Regions from separate parts of the Zea mays genome. Here region 1 is linked to region 2. A link is a contact called in public Hi-C data. All regions are on one chromosome and are shown on one strand. Each heading gives the region's core, a stretch centred on a gene start, on an enhancer-like site or on the middle of the called end of the contact. The rest is flanking DNA. Distances are from core to core; before and after follow the strand shown. Region 1 holds the start of LOC103629127 (Methyl-CpG-binding domain protein 4-like protein). Region 2 holds the start of LOC103629130.

Region 1 (5,621 bases), core at 1,793-4,292, 610 kb after region 2:
GCGGTATTTATCTGACCACTTCTCGGCAGGACTAAGTAATATCGGTGGTTTCCTCGGCTTTTTCTCCATTGTCGTTTTCTCCTCAGGTTTTTTCTTTCCCTTGACCCTTACACCTTCTTGTGAACTTGAGATTGATGCTGAGGCTGGGCATGCTTGCTTGGTGTTCAAGGTTGTTGTCCGGGCAGCCTTGGAGACCTCTTTTGCAGTAAGCAGAGAAGACCCAGATGACGGGTGGCCTCGAGGAGGCAGCCTCGCTGTGCGACCAGTGGTACTAGGAAGTGGCGAACCATTCCCATCTTGCCGGCGCTCAGGTTTGTAGGCGAATTGGGCAAAAAATGCACCAAAAGGTGAACAATAATTGGGGTCCTGATCAATGAAATCGGGATTAGCTATGGGAGGGAAAAAGCCTTGGGGCAGTGTCTGCTGCTTCTTCAAAACCTTGGAATTCTTGCTGCGGTTGATCCTCTTGACACACTGTCTGCCCATGACGCCACCAGCAGCAGCTTCTTCCCCTGCCCTTGAATAGACATCATTGAGAAATGGTGTTTCGCCAGATTGCTCCTGCTCCACCTTCCGCCGCCTATGTTTCTTCCTTACCGTCGCACCCTCTGTCATCACCTTCTTTTCCATCTGCGTGATTTGTGCCACAGCAGCAGTGGGCACCGATGGTATAATCATTGCAGCCTCCCTATCCTTCCTTTTCTTGTGCCTCTTTTCTACCTTCGGCACAGGGTCCTCAATTAATGGAGCTGCCGGCAGCGCCTCCTGATTCTCCCTCTTGCGCTCCTTATCCTGCATCACTGTCGCTGCTGTCATCGCCGAGGTTAGGGTTTCGGGAGCGACTGGGACTGAGGAAGCAGACATGGATTCCAGTATTGCCAAATGTCGGGGAGACTCCCTCGCTGCCATCTCCCTTGTCATCTTCTTCTCAGGCTTTTCTTTCCCTTCGATCCTTGCCTCTTCTTGTGAATCTGAGGTTGATTCTGAGGCTGGGCATGGTTGCTTGGTGTTCAAGGTTGTTGTCCGGGCAGCCTTGGAGACCTCTTTTGCAGTAAGCAGAGAAGACCCAGATAACGGGTGGCCTCGAGGAGGCAGCCTCGCTGTGCGACCAGTGGTACTAGGAAGTGGCGAACCATTCCCATCTTGCCGGCGCTCAGGTTTGTAGGCGAATTGGGCAAAAAATGCACCAAAAGGAGAACAATAATTGGGGTCCTGATCAATGAAATCGGGATTGGCTATGGGAGGGAAAAAGCCTTGGGGCAGTGTCTGCTGCTTCTTCAAAACCTTGGAATTCTTGCTGCGGTCGATCCTCTTGACACACTGACTGCCCATGACGCCACCAGCAGCAGCTTCTTCCCCTGCCTTTGAATAGACATCATTGAGAAATGGTGTTTGGCCAGATTGCTCCTGCTTCACCTTCTGCCGCCTATGTTTCTTCCTTACCGTCGCACCCTCTGTCATCACCTTGTTTTCCATCTGCGTGATTTGTGCCACTTTTCTTTTCTTGTGCCTCTTTTCTACCTTCGGCACAGGGTCCTCAATTAATGGAGCTGCCGGCAGTGCCTCCTGATTCTCCCTCTTGCACTCCTTATCCTGCATCACTGTCGCTGCTGTCATCGCCGCCGAGGTTGGGGTTTCGGGAGCGACTGGGACTGAGGAAGCAGACATGGATTCCAGTATTGCCAAATGTCGGGTAGACTCCCTCACTGCCATCTCCCTTGTCATCTTCTTCTCAGGCTTTTCTTTCCCTTCGATCCTTGCCTCTTCTTGTGAATCTGAGGTTGATTCTGAGGCTGGGCATGGTTGCTTGGTGTTTGAGGTTGCTGTCCAGGCAGCCTTGGAGGTCTCTTTTCCAGTGAGTAGAGAAGACCCAGATGATGGGTGGCCTCGAGGAGGCAGCCTCGCTGGGCGATCAGCGATATTAGCAGGTTTGTAGGCGAATTGGGCAAAGAATGCACCAAAAGGTGAGGAATAATTGGGGTCCTGATCAATGGAATTGGGATTGGCCATGGGAGGGAAAAAACCTTGGGGCAGTGTCTGCTGCGTCTTCAAAACCCGGGAGTTCTTGCTTTTGCTCCTCTTGACACACTGAGTGACCATGACGCCAACGCCACCATCATCAGTAGCTTCTTCCCCTCCTTGTGGATGGACATCAATTGAAAATGGTGGCTCGCCGGATTGCTCCTGCCCCGCCTTCAGCCGCCTCTGCTTCTTCCTCACCGTCGCCCCCTCAGCCATCATCTTGGCTTCCATCCGCAAGTTTTGGGCCGCATCAGGAGTCGGCGGCGATGGAACCACCAGTGCGGCGCCCACGTGTTTCCTTTTCTTACGCTGCTTTTCCTCCTTCCACACGGGCTCCTCCATTAACGGAGATGCCGGTGGCACCACCTGATTCTTCCTCTCGCGCTCCTTAACCAGCCTCACTGCCGCCGCTGCCATCACCGCCGAGGCTAGGGTTTCGGGAGCGACTAGTAGCGGCGACTCGGACTTAGATTCCGGGTTTCCCAGAGGTCGGGGAGACTCCCTCACCGCCGCTGAGGTTAGGGTTTCGGGAGCGACTGGAATTGTTGACTTGGGCTTGGACTCCGGGCTTGCCGGAGGTGGAGGAGGCTCCGAGGATGCCGCTATAGCCTCCACCTGCTCCCTGTGCTTTTTCCTCCTCCGCCGCTTCTTCTGATGCGACGCATCCAATTCCTCTGCCGGCGGCAGTGCCGACATAGTGCACTCCGGCGAAAAGAACTGGACAAGGGAGATCGAGATGGGGACCGCCTCAGCGATCGCCAGCGGGCCGGCGGCGGGATTTGTAGATGGAAGCCAAGCGATCGACATAGTGTGGTCTCTCTCTCCTTTCTACCATCCACTCCAGTATTGGGAAGTGAACGAATGTGGGTCCGAACGCAGTGAAAATGGAGGAATAGATAGATGGAAGCCAAGCGGCCAAGGCAAGGACAGCCACAATTATTTTTCGCGGGAAACTCCCTGATGTTGCCGCCAAAATACACACACCGTAATACAAATAGACTAGATGGAAAAAAATAGTACATGGGAAATATTTCTTTCGCACCACTAAATACAAACAGTTGCCATTTTTTCGTGCAAAGACGGACGACGATACACTCTCTCTCTCTCTTCTGTGCAAACTAGTGGAAGTGCACGCGTGACTCGCGCGTGTGAAGAAAAAAATAACACATCCCTGTGTACTATAATAATATTATTCAACTATAAATGAGTCATTATTATATATTAATATAATTATTTGTATGATTTTTTATTTGAATTTAAACTTAGATAGGCAGACCTTTATGAACAATTTCTAAAAGATGTTGCCACATAATCTCTAAAATAATCTCGTTCAAAAAATATATGTCTTTTTCTGATGTATTTGTGGTAGAATTATAAGGGCTTGTTTAGTTAAAAGTGGATTGAATGAGATTAAAGAAGATTGAATCTCTTATTGGCTAAATTTAAATAGAAAGTGATTTAATCTTCTCCAACCTACTTCAATCCCATGCAACCCAACAAGACCACCTAGAGCTCGACAATCTCATCCCCTGCCACAGGTCGGTCATGTCATGAGATGGCAAGGACGACGACATAGAGCTAGAGTCGATGATCGAGCAGATGGAGAATAGGGGTGTGGAGATGTGGACTTCAATAGGAGGACAACGACATCTAGGTGGTTGTGTCGGACTATAAGGTAGTGTTTGATTGAGGAGTCAAGTAGAATGGAGCTGTTCCATCCCTGATTCTAGGAATGGAGTCGCTCTGTTCTGTGTTTGGTAAGCTGGAACGGAGCGGCTCTGTTTTTTGTTTGGTTGCAGAGTGAACTGGAACAGAATGTCTTTGTTTTTTGTTTGGTTGCAGAGGGAGGCACGTGAGCTGCTGCGCACGGATGAGAGGGCGAGCTGTGCGAGCGGGCTCGGAACGGAGCGGCTTCATTCCATTAATTTTTTGAGTGGGATGGTTCCAAATCTGAGAAGAATATTTTCTAATTGGAGTCACTATGTTCTAGTTACTTTGTAATCAAACAACAATAAAACTGCGACAGAACGGCTCCGTTCTATTTGACAGAAGACGGTGACCAGGTGGTGTGCGGCTGCGTCTGGCCGTCCATCAAAGTTTATATGTTTCTGCTATTTAATGACTATCGTACGATTAGAAAAAGGTTGAATCTAACGACTGCGATGATAAAAGAATACTGGATCTTTTATAATATAACGAAATTATATGTGCGTGTGATAAAAAAAATGCTAGACAAACCAAAAATTTAGAACAAGCAGAGCAAAGTGTAGAACACATTAAAAACAGAACATCCTACAAATTCCAATTGCATGTTGAAATGACAAAACCCAGCTACGTTACCGTATTGTGCGTCGTTTACTGGTTGTTACCCACAGGGCACGAAAGGGGACAAAAGCGCCTCTACACCAAACAGAATATTAATTTATAAAACTAATCCATGAGATTCAGTTATTTCTTGTGTTTGGTTACAATGATAAAACAGAATGAGATAGGACGATCCCTCAAATAAAATTGTTTGATTTAGTATCAAGGGTTGGGACATAATTATTCAGTGTTGTCCTAATTGTCCCTCAAAATTAGAGGGACGATAGAGGACGCCAACGGACGGTCTTATCATTGGTGTCCCGCAATCAAACGCACAGTGACCCGCACATGCAAGCTCCATATTCCAAATGCGCCTCTTATTTTTTGGAATAAAAGAGAAGTCAGTCAGCCAACACTCCCGATCAATAAACCACATGACACGCAAGCAAGGATCGCCCACCCTAAAGAACAAGACACAGCTTAAAAAGACATCGTCCCCGACAATAGACCTGAGGGGCTACCGATCCGGTCAACCCGGCCCTAACCGCCCAAAAAAACTCGACCCAGACAGGTCGGGTCAGTGTGTCGCGCAGGTTTGAGCCACGTTTTTTAACCCCATGTAAAATTCAGATCGGGCTCGGACCAAAATTTAAACCCGCAGGCCGGTCCGTTGGACCAACATAAACTTGCACCTTACCGTGTCCATCAGCTAGGCCTGGCCGGCTGGCCCAACAACATATCTGACGGCCCATATATAACTATAGTAGTCTAACTCCTAGTGTAACCCTAAAATCCTCTTCTTCCCTACTCATTCCTCACTCCTCAGCACTATCACGTCGTCGCCATCGAAGCTCGGAGCTAGCTAGGACGCGCGAGCTACTGGTGACTTGGCGACTCCGGTGACGCGCGCATGTAGATCCTCCGCTCTATAACCTCGCCATCCAACGCGCGGCGGAGGCGGAGGCAAACCACAATAGCCTGCGCAGCTGTCTGGACAAAGCGGAGGCCTCTACCCGCACAGAGGTCGATTGAGCGCATGCATTGCTAGTGGATGCGTACCGGCAGCTTGGTGCGCGTACCGCCCCCTTTGATGTGTCTGGTAAAGAAGTGGGCCTCCGTTTTCTCAGATGGTTGCAAGAGGAGCTGGAGGTGCTGCCGACGATTGTGACGAGTCTCATGTCCTTCGTCTCGCTTGTCACCTGTGAAGGGGCCGTGAATGCCTTGTCCCGTGAGGGATGCAAGCACTTCGAAGTCTTTGACCGATCGGACGAAGACTACGAACGCGGAATCTTCCA
Region 2 (5,356 bases), core at 2,721-5,220:
CACGATGCTGCCTAACTTTGCCATGACACGCAACATACTCACGCTCAAGCAGTTTTGCCTTGTCAATGAATACAAGGTCTCTAGCATCATGCTCCTTGCCACCGACTACACCACACACCCATTGTGGGAGGTGACCATTCATTATATAGGTTGTATGGCTTGGCGAACAAGGTCATATGGCTTGGTGTACAAGTAAGGTGAGTGTAAAGATATGTATGCATATACATATCTTTAACATTTTCAACTACTACTAAGTTACAAGTACGCATATACATATCTTTAACATTTTCAACTACTACTAAGTTACAAGTACACAGTAACATGTGTAAAATTGTGTAAAACACCATAATGTTCATTTCCTTCTATACAAAAGTAAACCATGAATTATGTAAGTTTAGTAAATTTAGATATGCGAAAAAGAAATAATATAACAAAAAAAGAGGATGCTGACCGCTTTGCTTGGAGTTGGACTTTTGTCAATCTTCCTAGGCATACCAGGAAACACCTTAAATGGTGGCAACATCACCCCTTGCATTTTCTGTTACACATTGATCAAGAGATGACAAATTCCACTACTAAAGGCGGAGAATTTACCTAGTGGGAACAATTACTTTGGTAAAAAAGTAATTGTTGCTTTGGTCTTCAGCGCCAAAATGGCTATGCCTTTGCAAAAAAAAATGGAGATGTTGAGGATATAACCTATAATTTTTTGTATTGCACTCCTAAAAGATTTAATTTTAAAAAAAAAGTATCTTTTACAAAACAAAGACGGATGTCCCCGAGTCATATTATAACATTGAGTTTAGACTTGGAATTATTAAGGGTTAGTGTTAAAACCAAAGACTTCTTTACTTCTCACCAAATTGATGACTTTCCCTAGATGTCAACATGGAAATGTAAGATAAGAAAGAATACCGGCTTATTGGGAGGAACATTGTGGGGAACGGCACAATAATATTTTGATGTAACCGCCGCATTCTTTTTATGGATCAAGCCATTTGGTACTTCTGTCTTCTTTTGTAGTACCTGCAATAACAGAAACTTGATATGAAAAATAAAATATGATGTGAAGCCAAGCCCTAAAAAACAAAAAAGGGGTACGACAGTTACATTGGCTGGAGTCTGATTTTCAGCTACAATTGATTGAAGACCACTCTTGGCTGATTCACATATTATACCCTATAGACAAAAGCGGACAGAAGTAACAAAAATTTGCATATACATTAGAGATGATCACAGATAAGCAAACAGAAGTATAACCTTTACTGATGAAATATTATTGCGTGGTATACTTTCTACCTTTGCCTGAGCCTGGTAAGCTATTACAGTCTGTCTCAACTCCATTACTTCATGTTCCACTCTTGCCAATCGTTGTTTAGCACAAATATCCACATCATCCATTTTCTCCAAATGATCAACCAAAAGATTATTGTCATTTTCCACTCTTAACTTTTCTGGTTGAAGCTTGCTGGATGTAAACAGAAATATTGTAGGCATTTCCATGTTGTTAATCCTTGCCTACATTGGCATCAAGGTACATTCATTAGCTTAAAAAGACTGATAATCGAACAAGATTATGGAAGACTAATAGTTTACAATGTGTGTTGCTTACTGTAAATCAATTAATCAAACAAAGCATGTAATAAACTCAATAAATATAATAAACAGTATTTAGTTATAAGGAGTTAGTGATTTTATTATTTCATATCCATAGGATGCAATTGGTTAACGAGCATATCAAATCCTGGCACTGACATGCATACAGTAGTCTGATTATTTCAAAACCATTTGGGACAAAAACAAACATATCCTGAGAAGTTAGTGTTTCATATTTTATCCTGCTCGTAGAAGAATAATACATGAGTGGTAAATTTATACAATATAAGTAAAAAAATACTATTGGCGCAAAAACACTACCCAAGGAAACTTTAAGCAGTGATTCCTGTTTCAGTATATTCCGAAACCATTCTTGTACAAACATTTTTCATGTGTCATACAACTGTTATCTTGCCACAAGCGGAATTGCACTTTGGGAAAACACCGCAGAGCTTGTGAATGACATGCATATGACCAAGCACCTCCTGCCATTGATACAGCCTTCACTAATGGTAGTAAAAAGTGCATTAGCACCAACACTTAGAACTTGGCACATCGTGCATGTACCCCTAAGACAATATTTTGAGTTTGAGGCATGAACAAGCATCACACAAATGTAAAGAAACATGTACCAGCATACAAAATTCTGATATCATAGCACATGAAAACAGCTAGCATACAGGGAAAAAAGATACAATTTGCATTCAAGGAAATTTTCATGTATTTATCATCTTGTGGAGGTGGCAGAGATAATTAGTGCCTTCCAAACAACAAATATCATTAGTTAGTTTATAAATGACCCATGTGCACTCTCCTTTTAGTCTCTTTCCCACAGTGGAAACTCTAATTCTGTATTCTGGAACAACGGGCTGAATTAGCTACCACGTTTTTATTTCACAGTAATTTGGTACTAGTGGAACATATGTTGCGGATCTAGTCAATACCTTGAGACAACCTAATCAGGTAAATTTTAGCCATTCCCATAGCCCTCCTGGGAACCGAGAAAAGCTTATATTTTTATAAGCACAATCATTAAGTGTTTTCAAGGAAATTTGGGTGTATTTATTGTCTCATGAGGGGTGACAGAGATACTTAGTGCCTATCAAAGAATAATTTTTGGTTTATAAATAACTCATGTGCACTCTCCTTTTAGTTTCTTTCCTTCAGTGGGAACTTTTATTGTGCATTTTATTTTGCAACGGCAAGCTGAGGGTATAGGTGGTGTGCTCACCTATACCCTTAGTTGTGTTTTTTGCTCAGCTGTACCCTTCCAGTGCTATAGAACAGAAATTTGGGACTATTGAAATATGTTGCAGGTCTAGTCAGTACCTTGAGACAACTTAATCAGCTAAATTTTATCCATTCCCGTACCCCACCTGGGAACCGAGAAAAGCTTTCACTATTTTCTAAGCACAATCATCATTAAACAAAGACCAGAAATCTATCTTTGCGTAACGTGACTAAGTTTTAATAATTAATTAATTGAGGACAATGTGGTTAAATTCACCGATTCCGTGATGGCACCGGCGAGCTGCTTCCTCGCCTTCCTGATCTTCTTGTCCAACACCTGGGCGTCGATGTCTTCAATGTTGAGGAGCACTCTCTCCAGCACCGCCGGTTCGACAAGGATCGTGGCCTCATCAACCAGGTAAGGATACAGCTCGCGCATCTCATCCAAAGTCTTGGCCTTGGGCTTCAGCGCCTCCTTGCCGGACTGGCGGTCGGCGCTCTTCGCTTGGGCTTGGGCAGCGGCGTTGCTTGCTTGGGCGCCGGCGCACTTCGCTTGAGTAGCACTTCGGACCTTGGCAACCGGTGGTCTGGTTGGCGGAACGCGTCCCCATACGTGCTTGGAGAGGAGGTAGAGGCGGCGTTCGTGTTTATCGGCGGGCGGAGCATTCTTCATAACGTCCCGGTCGTAGCGGCGCTTGAGGCTGCGCTGCTTGATGGCGAGCTCCTTTGCTCCGACGCCTTCCTTCTCGAGGCTGCCATCGAGCGCGCCGAATAGCTCAACCGGCGTTGGCAGGCGGCCGCCATGTTCACGGCGGTACGTGGCGAGGGCCTCCAGGATCCGGACCTCGTCGCCGGGGGACCACGCGCGCTGGAACAACGGCGGCTTCCGCTTGGCCGGCTGCTGTGTGGCACCCGAGGCCTCGGGGAGCGAGGGCGACGTCTTCCTCTTGTTGCGCTCGGGCAGCGCCGTCGGGCCCGTCGACGCCCGCTTCACCGCGGACGACGGTTCCTTGAGTTGAGGCGACGAGGACGCCATGATGGGGGGCCGGGGGCGTGGGGGAGGCGGGAGATGGAAGCTGGATTGGCACGCACTCCGCTGCGAAGCGCGGGATCTGATTTTTTCAGGCAGGAGGGAGGAAGAGTGAGATTGGGAAACGAGGGGTCGGTCGGACTCAGGATATAAAAGGCCAAATGGTTTGTTCTCGGCATAGACCGTGCCGTACACCACAATCAATACACAGACATTCACCAGAACTAGTTGAAACATTGAAAAAAAACTAATAATAAGCTATTTAGTTCAATGGATATCTCGTTAAAAATCTATCTAAGTTAAAAAAATCACTCTTATAAGAAAACTCTAGATAGAAAAAAAAAGTACAACCTAGCTTATTTAGTGTTCTTATACATAGATCACAAATATTGTTCACAATTTTAACAGAGTTACAGTCACATAAGCCTATATAGACATAGGTCCAAACTGGCTAACTAAGATCAAGCATCCACATGTGGATCAGTTAGTGTTTGAGACTAGAGATGTCAATGGGCCCCGAAACCCGATTACCCGTGGGGAATTCCTCTATTAGGGTTAGGGTATGGGTTAAAACAAATCTCCGTGGGTATAGATTTGGAATAAATTCCTTATCCATCGGGTATGGCGGGTTCGGGTTTGGGAGGGCTAAACCCAAACCCGATTACCCATGGGGAAAAATACCTAGAACCGGAACAATCTAGCATCTAGGATTTTTAGTCCACCATCCAGCAATCCAGTGAGCAGTTACTTGTGGCCTGGACGCCTGGTGGGCTACCGACCAAGTATGGTCGTATGGGCCTGTGGAAAAGAAGCACCAAGCCACCGAGCCAACAACCAACAAAGTAAAAAAAACCTAAACTTCTGAATTTTTGAATAATCGGGTCGGGTATAGATACTCATGGGTATTTAGTACCCGGTCGGGGATGGGTATGGGAGGATTTTCGTACCCGTGGTCGGGTTCGGGTTCGGGGATGGGGGCGGGTCTACGTTCATGGGTACGGGTCTGGGGAGTTAATCCCCGCTGGAGAATTCTCCATTGACATCTCTATTTGAGACTGAGATGCATAAGAGGACTGAAAGTCGTCTAGAGAGGGGGTAAATAGACGGAAACTGAAATTTACAACTTTAAACACACTATAAGCCGGGATTAGCGTTAGAACAAATATCAAGTCCGGGAGAGAGGAAAAACAAATTAACCAAGAAAATAAAGCAGATGACACGGTGATTTGTTTTACCGAGGTTCGGTTCCAAAGAACCTAGTCCCCGTTGAGGTGGTCACAAAGACCGGGCCTCTTTCAACTCTTTCCCTCTCTCAAATGGTCACTTAGACCTAGTGAGCTTTCTTCCTTGATTTCTCGGGTCACTTAGACCCCGCAAGGACCACCACACGATTGGTATCTCTTGCTTTGCTTACAAGGCTTTGAGAATAAGAATGAGAGAAAAAAAAGCCAACCACGCAACTAGAGCAACAAAGAAACACGAGAACGATCCTCTCACAGG

What was found. A called contact is a pair of places that touch in the nucleus more often than the background predicts.
Region 1: a contact with region 2 is called in a Hi-C map of ear, with 2.8 times the contacts expected there. The contact joins the promoter of LOC103629127 here to the promoter of LOC103629130 in region 2. A contact is called at or near these places in 3 of 25 Hi-C or Micro-C datasets (ear, root tip and tassel).

What each region holds. Positions count from the first base shown.
Region 1 is chr6:24,868,303-24,873,923 of Zm-B73-REFERENCE-NAM-5.0, forward strand. It overlaps LOC103629127 (Methyl-CpG-binding domain protein 4-like protein), which reads right to left and starts at 3,043. Exons shown (of 4, transcript XM_008650318.3): 1 at 1-3,043. The coding sequence starts at 2,829.
Region 2 is chr6:24,260,748-24,266,103 of Zm-B73-REFERENCE-NAM-5.0, forward strand. LOC103629130 reads right to left here and starts at 3,971. Exons shown (of 6, transcript XM_020539754.2): 1 at 3,104-3,971; 2 at 1,300-1,518; 3 at 1,111-1,179; 4 at 916-1,026; 5 at 452-538. The coding sequence starts at 3,862.